2 separate regions of the Gasterosteus aculeatus genome follow, and region 1 is linked to region 2. A link is a contact called in public Hi-C data. All regions are on one chromosome and are shown on one strand. The core of a region is the stretch at or near the end of the contact, and the rest is flanking DNA. Distances in the headings are between cores, read along the strand shown.

What was found. A called contact is a pair of places that touch in the nucleus more often than the background predicts.
Region 1: a contact with region 2 is called in a Hi-C map of skeletal muscle, with 2.1 times the contacts expected there. The contact joins the enhancer-like site here to the promoter of pnkd in region 2. A contact is called at or near these places in 5 of 6 Hi-C or Micro-C datasets (blood and trunk muscle, liver, skeletal muscle and 1 more).

What each region holds. Positions count from the first base shown.
Region 1 is chr16:14,720,917-14,724,772 of fGasAcu3.hap1.1, forward strand. No RefSeq gene overlaps it. Among protein-coding and RNA genes, the nearest start is that of cxcr4b, 14 kb to the left of the region's middle. Within about 2 kb of position 1,940, at least 5 of the 9 cell types and tissues checked have open chromatin away from gene starts, as enhancers often do. A contact at or near this core is called in liver, where this site is marked.
Region 2 is chr16:14,678,665-14,682,645 of fGasAcu3.hap1.1, forward strand. It overlaps pnkd (PNKD metallo-beta-lactamase domain containing), which reads right to left and starts at 1,368. Exons shown (of 9, transcript XM_040201145.2): 1 at 1,179-1,368; 2 at 598-713; 3 at 290-402. The coding sequence starts at 1,336. It overlaps LOC120833738 (protein lifeguard 3), which reads left to right and starts at 1,350. Exons shown (of 13, transcript XM_040201146.2): 1 at 1,350-1,446; 2 at 1,956-2,131; 3 at 2,510-2,777; 4 at 2,864-2,931; 5 at 3,053-3,117; 6 at 3,228-3,281; 7 at 3,420-3,470; 8 at 3,591-3,630; 9 at 3,818-3,855; 10 at 3,961-3,981. The coding sequence starts at 2,513.

The DNA.
Region 1 (3,856 bases), core at 690-3,189, 43 kb after region 2:
CAGATCAAACTAAATCTCATCGCTCCACTTCGCTCAATAAATGTATTGGACATAACAGACTTTGAAAGAATTGGAAGCAGAAGTGCGACATTCTGGGACCCGTGGGTTAATTGAGGCCCGGAATTGGAGCAGTGTCTCTGTGTCAAATTGGTAAGAACCCTTCAAACAAACAAACTAAACTGACCCCAAAAGGTGAAAGAGTGAAAGGAGAGCTGCGTGACCTCTTCTCCGACTCCGGTGTTTGTTCAGGGAATTTCAAGTCATTAAAGCCCTAACAAGCACGGAGCCCTGAAAGACCTGATAGTAAGTAGTTAAAGTGACACAAAACTAATTGCTGAAAGGGGGGGGGACATTTGTGCAATGACTTTGTTTGGTCATAAGTCTTAAGGCACAATTAGTGCAACAAAAGCCATTCCGAATCGTTACTCGGCTCACAGTTGAAGTCAATGCGATGATTAGGATTACGCCCACGGCCCCATTGAGTGCCGTTATTTCTCTGTCATTTTGGAGTCATTCATAACACCTCAAGGCAGTAACACTGAGGAAATACAAAGCAATTTGAAAAGGTGATATGAACAACCCTCAGCTACGACGGCGCTAAATTATTAAGGCGTCCCGAGATTGACATCGCGCGTTGTTATTGAAAAGAGTTGGAAAATTTGCAATCATATCAGATGAGGAGCATCAGGAGAAATGAGTGTGTGTGTGTGTGTGTGTGTGTGTGTGTGTGTGTGTGGCAGCTGCGCCTTCCGCTGTGGTTTAACCCTTCGGGCGCACAGATTTTTAGGGAATAAAACCTATAAAAAAAAAAAACCCATTAAAACATTGTGCTTTCACAACTCGCCAAAGTGGCTAAATCTGCATTTTGTTACAGGCTCCTGAGGCTTCATGGCTTCTAAAAAGGAGACATTTGTAACATGACAAAGTGCAGGCGTGACCCCTGTCAGGCTATTCTCTCTCTTACAGGGTTAACTAAGACAGATCAGGGCCAGAGACGCTTGTTTGAACCAGCAGTGATTCTGTTATACACCTTTTAAAGGATGCGCGTGCTCTGTTACTGCACACAAACAAACCGAGCAGCCAGCTGGGGAACGCTGTCACGAGTCAAGTGTTTTTCAGGTTTACTTCTCCATCTGCGTATTTCTCCATTTCTATAAATAGAGCACAAACGGCCCTGAAAGTGGACAGACCGCTCTGGGTTGTTTTTATTGCACAGCACAACGTTGTTGCAGGGAGTCCGTGTCTGGGCGGTTAGTGACCTCTTCACACTGACCTTTCCTGCAATGGAGCCGGATTACCAAGAGAAAGCCCCGCGGCTCGTAGGTTTATTCATCCCGGTCGCTGTGAAAAAACTAAATCCAGCAGATGGTGCTCATCCCTTGAAATGACTCCGTTCTTTTTATCATCTCTTATTAATTTAAGGGCATTAGCCTCACCTGGCGCTCTGCCTTCATTTCGAGCTCACACTCGGAGCGGAGACACTCCTGATTGTCGGCAGTCTTGTTTCTGGGTCCACATGTCTGCTTTAATGACTTATTGATGGACGACTGCCTTTCATCTGAGTGGGGCTTTCTTGCCCACTCGAGTGTCCAGCCGCTCCCATGTCTAAGGTTTCGCCGCGGACTTTCTCCTTTTTGATCATCCCTCGGCCTTTTTTTTTTTTTCAATCTATTTCAAGGCGAGTGGGCCCACATGCCACCTCCCCTGCAGCAGTGCTTCTTTGAATTCTCCGTGAGGATAAATGTGTTGAAAAGAAAGCCAGAGGAGGACTGACAAGCTTGTGTTACCGGAGAGAGATTTACATGGGGCCATAAAAGCCAGGGTGAAAGGAGAGGAGGTGTATCCCGTATTAAAAGGGTCAGTGTGTGGGGACAGAGAGGTAAACTGACCCCAGCGGGGATGAAGGCCGGACAGCCCACACACATCACCTGCACACACACACACTCCCATTCACGCCCTGCCCTCCGGTCCATGGCTCTTTGGCTTTGGACAAAGCACCCCCCCCTCTCCTAAGTAGCCTCCCTCTCGGTCACAGAGCTGTCTGCCGTTTCCTTTAGGCCCCTCCGCGTTATTTTATCATCGTCTCCGGACCATAAATCAACAAGAAAAACGGTACCAACTCCACCGATACGGCTCAGCTTCTGCCTTGAAGCCACGTCAGGGCCGAGTGGTCCTCTGACACCCAGTATCCCCATGTGGGCCCGTGTGGATGGATCTCAGGGCACCGCAGGAAACAAAAGAAACCTTGTAATGTTGTGAGTGAGAGCCCACAGGCTGAAAAAAAAAAAAAAAGAAAGCCCTGAGATGTTTACGAGAGGCCTTGGGAGAGAAATCAGTCATTGCGGGGAGGACAATTTATGTCCAACATGAGTTAGTGACCGACGTCTCCCGTCCTGCAAAGAGAGACTTTTCTCGGCTTCGGTGTCGTTGAATCCGTGCGCCTGTTGTTCATTTGGGCAGGAAACTGCAGTTATTTGCCTCGTGAGTTGCTAAATGGAACACTTTCCATATCAGCATTGCGTGTGGTGAGAAAACCACTTCCCCAAATGTGTAGAACATGTTGTACTGTGCGTGACGCTGTTGTTGTTGTTATTCAAGTAACATGGCTATTTTTGACTTATTCTGTAGTTTCCAGTGCTGTCTTGCATGACACAGGATGAAAAACAAAAAAGATAACACTGTGCTCAGAATTCATGAATAGAAATAAGCCCATATGACTCATTAGGTTTTTAAAGTTTGCATCAATTCACAGGTATTTAAAATTGGACTATTTTCAGGTTAAAATACGGACTTGCGATCATGTAATGGAAAAGTTACATGTTTATGTTTTTCTCCTTTTCTGAAGCAGCAATTACATCAAGTGCTAATGAAACATGAGTCCCAAAAGAGGCATCACAGCTGGGTTCAAGGGCCATCTAGTGGAAACATGTGTGTCATTACACAGATTCATTCTCCCACAGAGTCAGTCACTTATTTTACTTTCCAACCCAGTTCCATTTATTCAGTCACTGTCAGATAACCCCTTTTTGAATCAGATCGTTCGCTATAAAGCGGCTATTCCACACGGACAAAATAAGTCCATCGTTGACGTTCACATCGAGTTCATTTCCGTCAAAAGATGTTCCGCTCACATTTAAAGAGCACGGTGTTTTATAGTGTTGGAAATGCATGAGTGTTTAAGATGATTACAGATTGATGGCCTATTTGCCGCTCTGGCTCGGGCTCAATAGCAAGCTGAGAAAAAGTAAAAGTAATGGAAGACGTGCGTGTGGTTGAGTAAAGGAGGTTGTGTCCTCGGGGTGGCCAATACAAAAGTTTCAAACACGATATACAGTGGTACAATACTTCCATTTTCTGTGCCGTATATTAAGAAATGTTGAAACGGTGACAGACGGATCCACTAGCATTTTAGGAACATGGTCATTCACGAGCACTCTGTCGCATCCCAAACATGCATGGAAGTGTTCGAGGTTTGAATTACAAAAAACATTTTACTTTGTCTTTCGGATTACTGACAGAATGGTTTGTTCTTGTCCCTGTGAATGTTATCTGAATTACCCAGCCATGTCTGAAAATACCCTATAGTTTAGTATAGTGTCTCGGCAGGTGTCAAAAAATAACCTCTACGTGGGAAAACAGCAGAATCACACCAAATGATTACTTTTTAGCACAGGCCCACACAGCTTCCATTGCTAAAGTCTAAATTATAGATGGTGTGGATCTGCTGGTTGAACAAAGAGAGAGCATGTGCATCAACAGAGAAGTTGACAGCGTCTCTACTGGCTTTACATCGTCACTTCAGCGACCACAACTTTCAGTCTCTCCTTAAGACACAACATTCCTCAACTGTGTCCAT
Region 2 (3,981 bases), core at 118-2,617:
ATCCATGGTACCATGCTAGAACTAATCTTACATTGTGACCCACATAAGAATTTCAGTATATATTTGGTCTCTTTTGAGGTTCAATTCACCTACAAAAATCCTACTTCACAGCCCTTCATTTCAGCCAAGATGGCGTGGCAATAAAATCACCGTGGCATTGTGTCGCTCAACAAGTCAAGCTATTGCCTCCAAAACAAAGACAGCTGCAGTTATTGCTCATAATCTGCATGGTAACCGTGATCCAGGCGTAAGGTGCCCACCGTCAGAGCGTTAATTCAGCCGTTCTCACCTGGACTGTTTGAGGATCCGCAGGGTCGACAACGGCCGCGACACCAGAGGCCGTGTCGATTACAAGGTAGCTGTAGTTGTCGGACAAGACCGGGATTGGAATTATTTTGATACCTGGAAGGCAGACAAAAGGAGGAACAGAATGAAGGCATTACATTGACGTATTCCTTCAATATCCTGTAAAACACAAGGGGCCATATTGGACCCATCCAAGCAGGGCCCATTTCTTTTCAGCATCTCGTGTCTCAAAAAACACATGAGCGGCACGCTGCAGGCGTGTTAAACAGTGAACTCCAGGCTGCTGCACACCGTCCATCTCCGTGGGCCGAGCCGCCGAGTGTCCAGCAGGGAACTGTTCTCGGGCTTTCCTCATTTGTCTCTTGTAGTACATGTAGCCCAGTGCAGTCTTGGTGTACAGCGCGTACCTGGGGGACAGGTACAAAGACAAAAAAAAGAGACACACGGTGATACTTTCAACCTCGTCGTGTCAGCGTCTGTTTAGTGACATCGTGACGTCATAGCAAACAGAAGCGTCACAGACGTCTCACTTGTTGTGTAGTTTCGGGCTCCTCTGTGTCACGTGACGTGATCATAGCCGATCAAATAAAATCACAAACACAACAGCGACATTTTTATCTTAAGCTATAAGTAGCTGACAATTCGTAGGTTGTTAGGATTATAAAACACGTCGTTTCCTGTAACGGCGAATAAAACGGTGGCTATATTGTCGTTTGTCAACGCAACTTATACTTGGTTCACGTGTGAATGCATTTTCGGTCGGCCTCTCTCCATAATACTGGCTTGATTGTGCGCAGCTGTGCTTACGAGAATCATCGCGGTGTATGAAAAACAAAACGTTGTTTCAACAAGGACCGTCCGGTCATACTCACGCAATTCGGAACAGCGGCTTCTCTGAGCGGGCCATTAGTTTGCTCAACAGCTTTCTCCACAGTGCTTGTCCTCTGCGTCTGTGGAGAATACATAAATACAAGAAAAAGCAAAAGGATGCGGTGGCCACCAGCGTTACAATCCAATCAGGAAGCGCCATAGCGTCTGAGCGTGACGTAATGACGCAGCGCGACGCGCACGCCAACCCCGGAAGTGAGGAGCATTGATATTATAATATCTGTGGAGAGGAGATGCAACATCAACAAAAAAGTACGACATAAAAATAGCGGTAATTGTGAAAAAATATAATAGGAAATCTCTTTCACGTTTCATTGTACTCCAATAGAGTGCTTAAAGAGTGATAAAATACCTCAAATGAATTCCATTGGAGCAACATAATTTCATAGGCCTACTCAAAGGCTTTAGCACAGCATTAACTACTCAATTTATTTAAGTCATACTAAGTCATTTGAATTATTTATATGGCATCCATCAGAATTGTTGTTTTGGGAAACCTTTAATAATTTAGCAAAGCCTAATATTCTGAGATACATTTAAGTTTACTTAGAGAGGAAATAATATATTATAGCTCATTGTAGAAAATCATATCGTCTGGACTACGCTTTCAAAAAAATTAAATGTTAAAAAAAATAAAACTAAATGTTGGGAGTAGTGTAACTACATAAATACCCCATGTATAGTCTTATTTTATGTAGGCCACAACATCCTGTGAGGTTTGTTCATTCAGCTGTATTTCTCCTGTTTTTTTCCCTGAACAGCAGCTTGAGCAACCGGAGTCACCGTGCTCTTGTGATACACATCAGTAGCAGTGTGAGTTTCTGCGTTCATATCCTGTTACAATGATGGCATCCACCTGTGGTGTTAGCCTGCAAATCTCCAAAGGGAGAAAGGACAGACCGGGACAGTGATCCCATTCACGGCTAGAAACCGCCAGGTGAGTTACATGTTTTTCTTCATTCCTATTTGTTGGTTAATCTTATAATTTGTGTCTGTTCCTATACAATTTTGACTAAGTTACTAAGTTATTTGATATGTATCTATTTGTGTACAGACGTATCTTTTTCCAGCAGATAATTACATGATTTTCTTTTTTTTATTACGAAGATGGATTAATTGTGATGTAGCTTTTTGCATATAATAATGTTACAATAAGCAGATTTCCTTTTTTACAATCGTGACCACAAAAAATGGAAGTGCATAATAATTGATTGGGCAAGTACAAATAACGTGTGCATTGTGAGATATATAAATTCACCTGTCAAAAATGTATCACGCCTGCTCGCTTCTTCTCTCTCTCTCTCTCTACGTAAAGATCATGACGTCTAAAACCGATAACCCTCCGTCGTACGAGGATGCGCTTCACCATCCCAACTACGGCAACTACCCCGACCAGCCACAGCGTGGCTCCCCTCTTCCACCACCTCCGTCCTACAGCCCCGGTCCGGGCCCGTCCCCCGGCCCGCCCGGCTACTGGGGTCAGGAGGGCGTCTACCCGATGTGGGCATCCCCGGGCCTCCCTCCGCCCGGGATGCCTTCCACAATACCCACTCTGTCTGCCGGAGTGCCTCCATCCAACCAAGGTCCTGGGGAGATGATACGGGACTTACGGTTCTTCCACGTCTTGCTTTACGTTGAATTTGCCACTTTGTTCTTCCCGATCCCGCAGGAGACATGGAGGATTTTCTGAGCACTCGGTGGGAGAGCACATCCATTCGCCATGCCTTCATCAGAAAGGTATCGATTGAAATCACTGGCCGTGTAACACAAAAGCTTTTTTTGCTTTGTGTCTTTCTGTAACCACTGAAAGGTTTCCTTGTGCGCTCAATAGAACTTGGGTTTTGTGTTTGCGGCGCAGGTTTACTTCATTTTAACAGCACAGCTTGCAGTCACCTTTTCGGTTGTCGGCGTCTTTACATTCGTGTGAGTGTCCCTTCTTTATCACGGTCTAATATTCCAGAGTTTAATGCATCTGGTGAAGGGTGAAGAACCGTTTACTTGCAACCGTTTACCTCATGTCTTTGCATCCATAGTGACCCAGTGAGGCTATTTGTCATCAGATACCCCGGCATCTACTGGGCATCTTTGTGAGTTGCACTCCAGGAACAAAGCAATAACATACTTTCATCTCCCCAGATCCAACAATATTCTCTCTGCTTTTTTTTATTTGTTCCATGACACACTGTTATATAAAGCAACAATCATAGTGATTTATCTTTCCATAGTGTGGTTTATTTTATAGTTTACTGCATTCTCGTCTGCTGCAAAGGGCCGAGGTAAGATTGTCATATGAAAAACTATTTCCAAGTTAGTAACAAAATTATATTAATATTCGTAAACAATAATCATACTTGAGTGTGTGAACTTATTAAATATTCCTCACGTCTTGTGTCCAGGAGGCGCTTCCCATGGAATCTTCTGCTGCTGGGAATATTTGTAAGTATTCTTTGTCATGGATGTTTGTTCGGAAGGCAACATTGGGTGTGATCCACCAGAGCCTTTATAGCCAAACCAAGGAGATCTGTGAGGAGCGACTGGAATAATAAAAGCAAAACAAAGAGCCAGTAAGAAGAAGAAAAAACAAAGGCTCCAACCCAGTCACTTTTTTTGTTCCATCTTGCAGACGCTCGCCTTGTCTTACATGTCCGGGACGATTTCAAGGTCAGTTTTTTGGCTCAAACTCTGGCAATACCCCACATTGATGATGCATTTACACCCTGTGTTACCCCTGGGTTTTGCTCTAATCAATATTTATATCTTTTACAGCTATTACGAAACAAAGGCAGT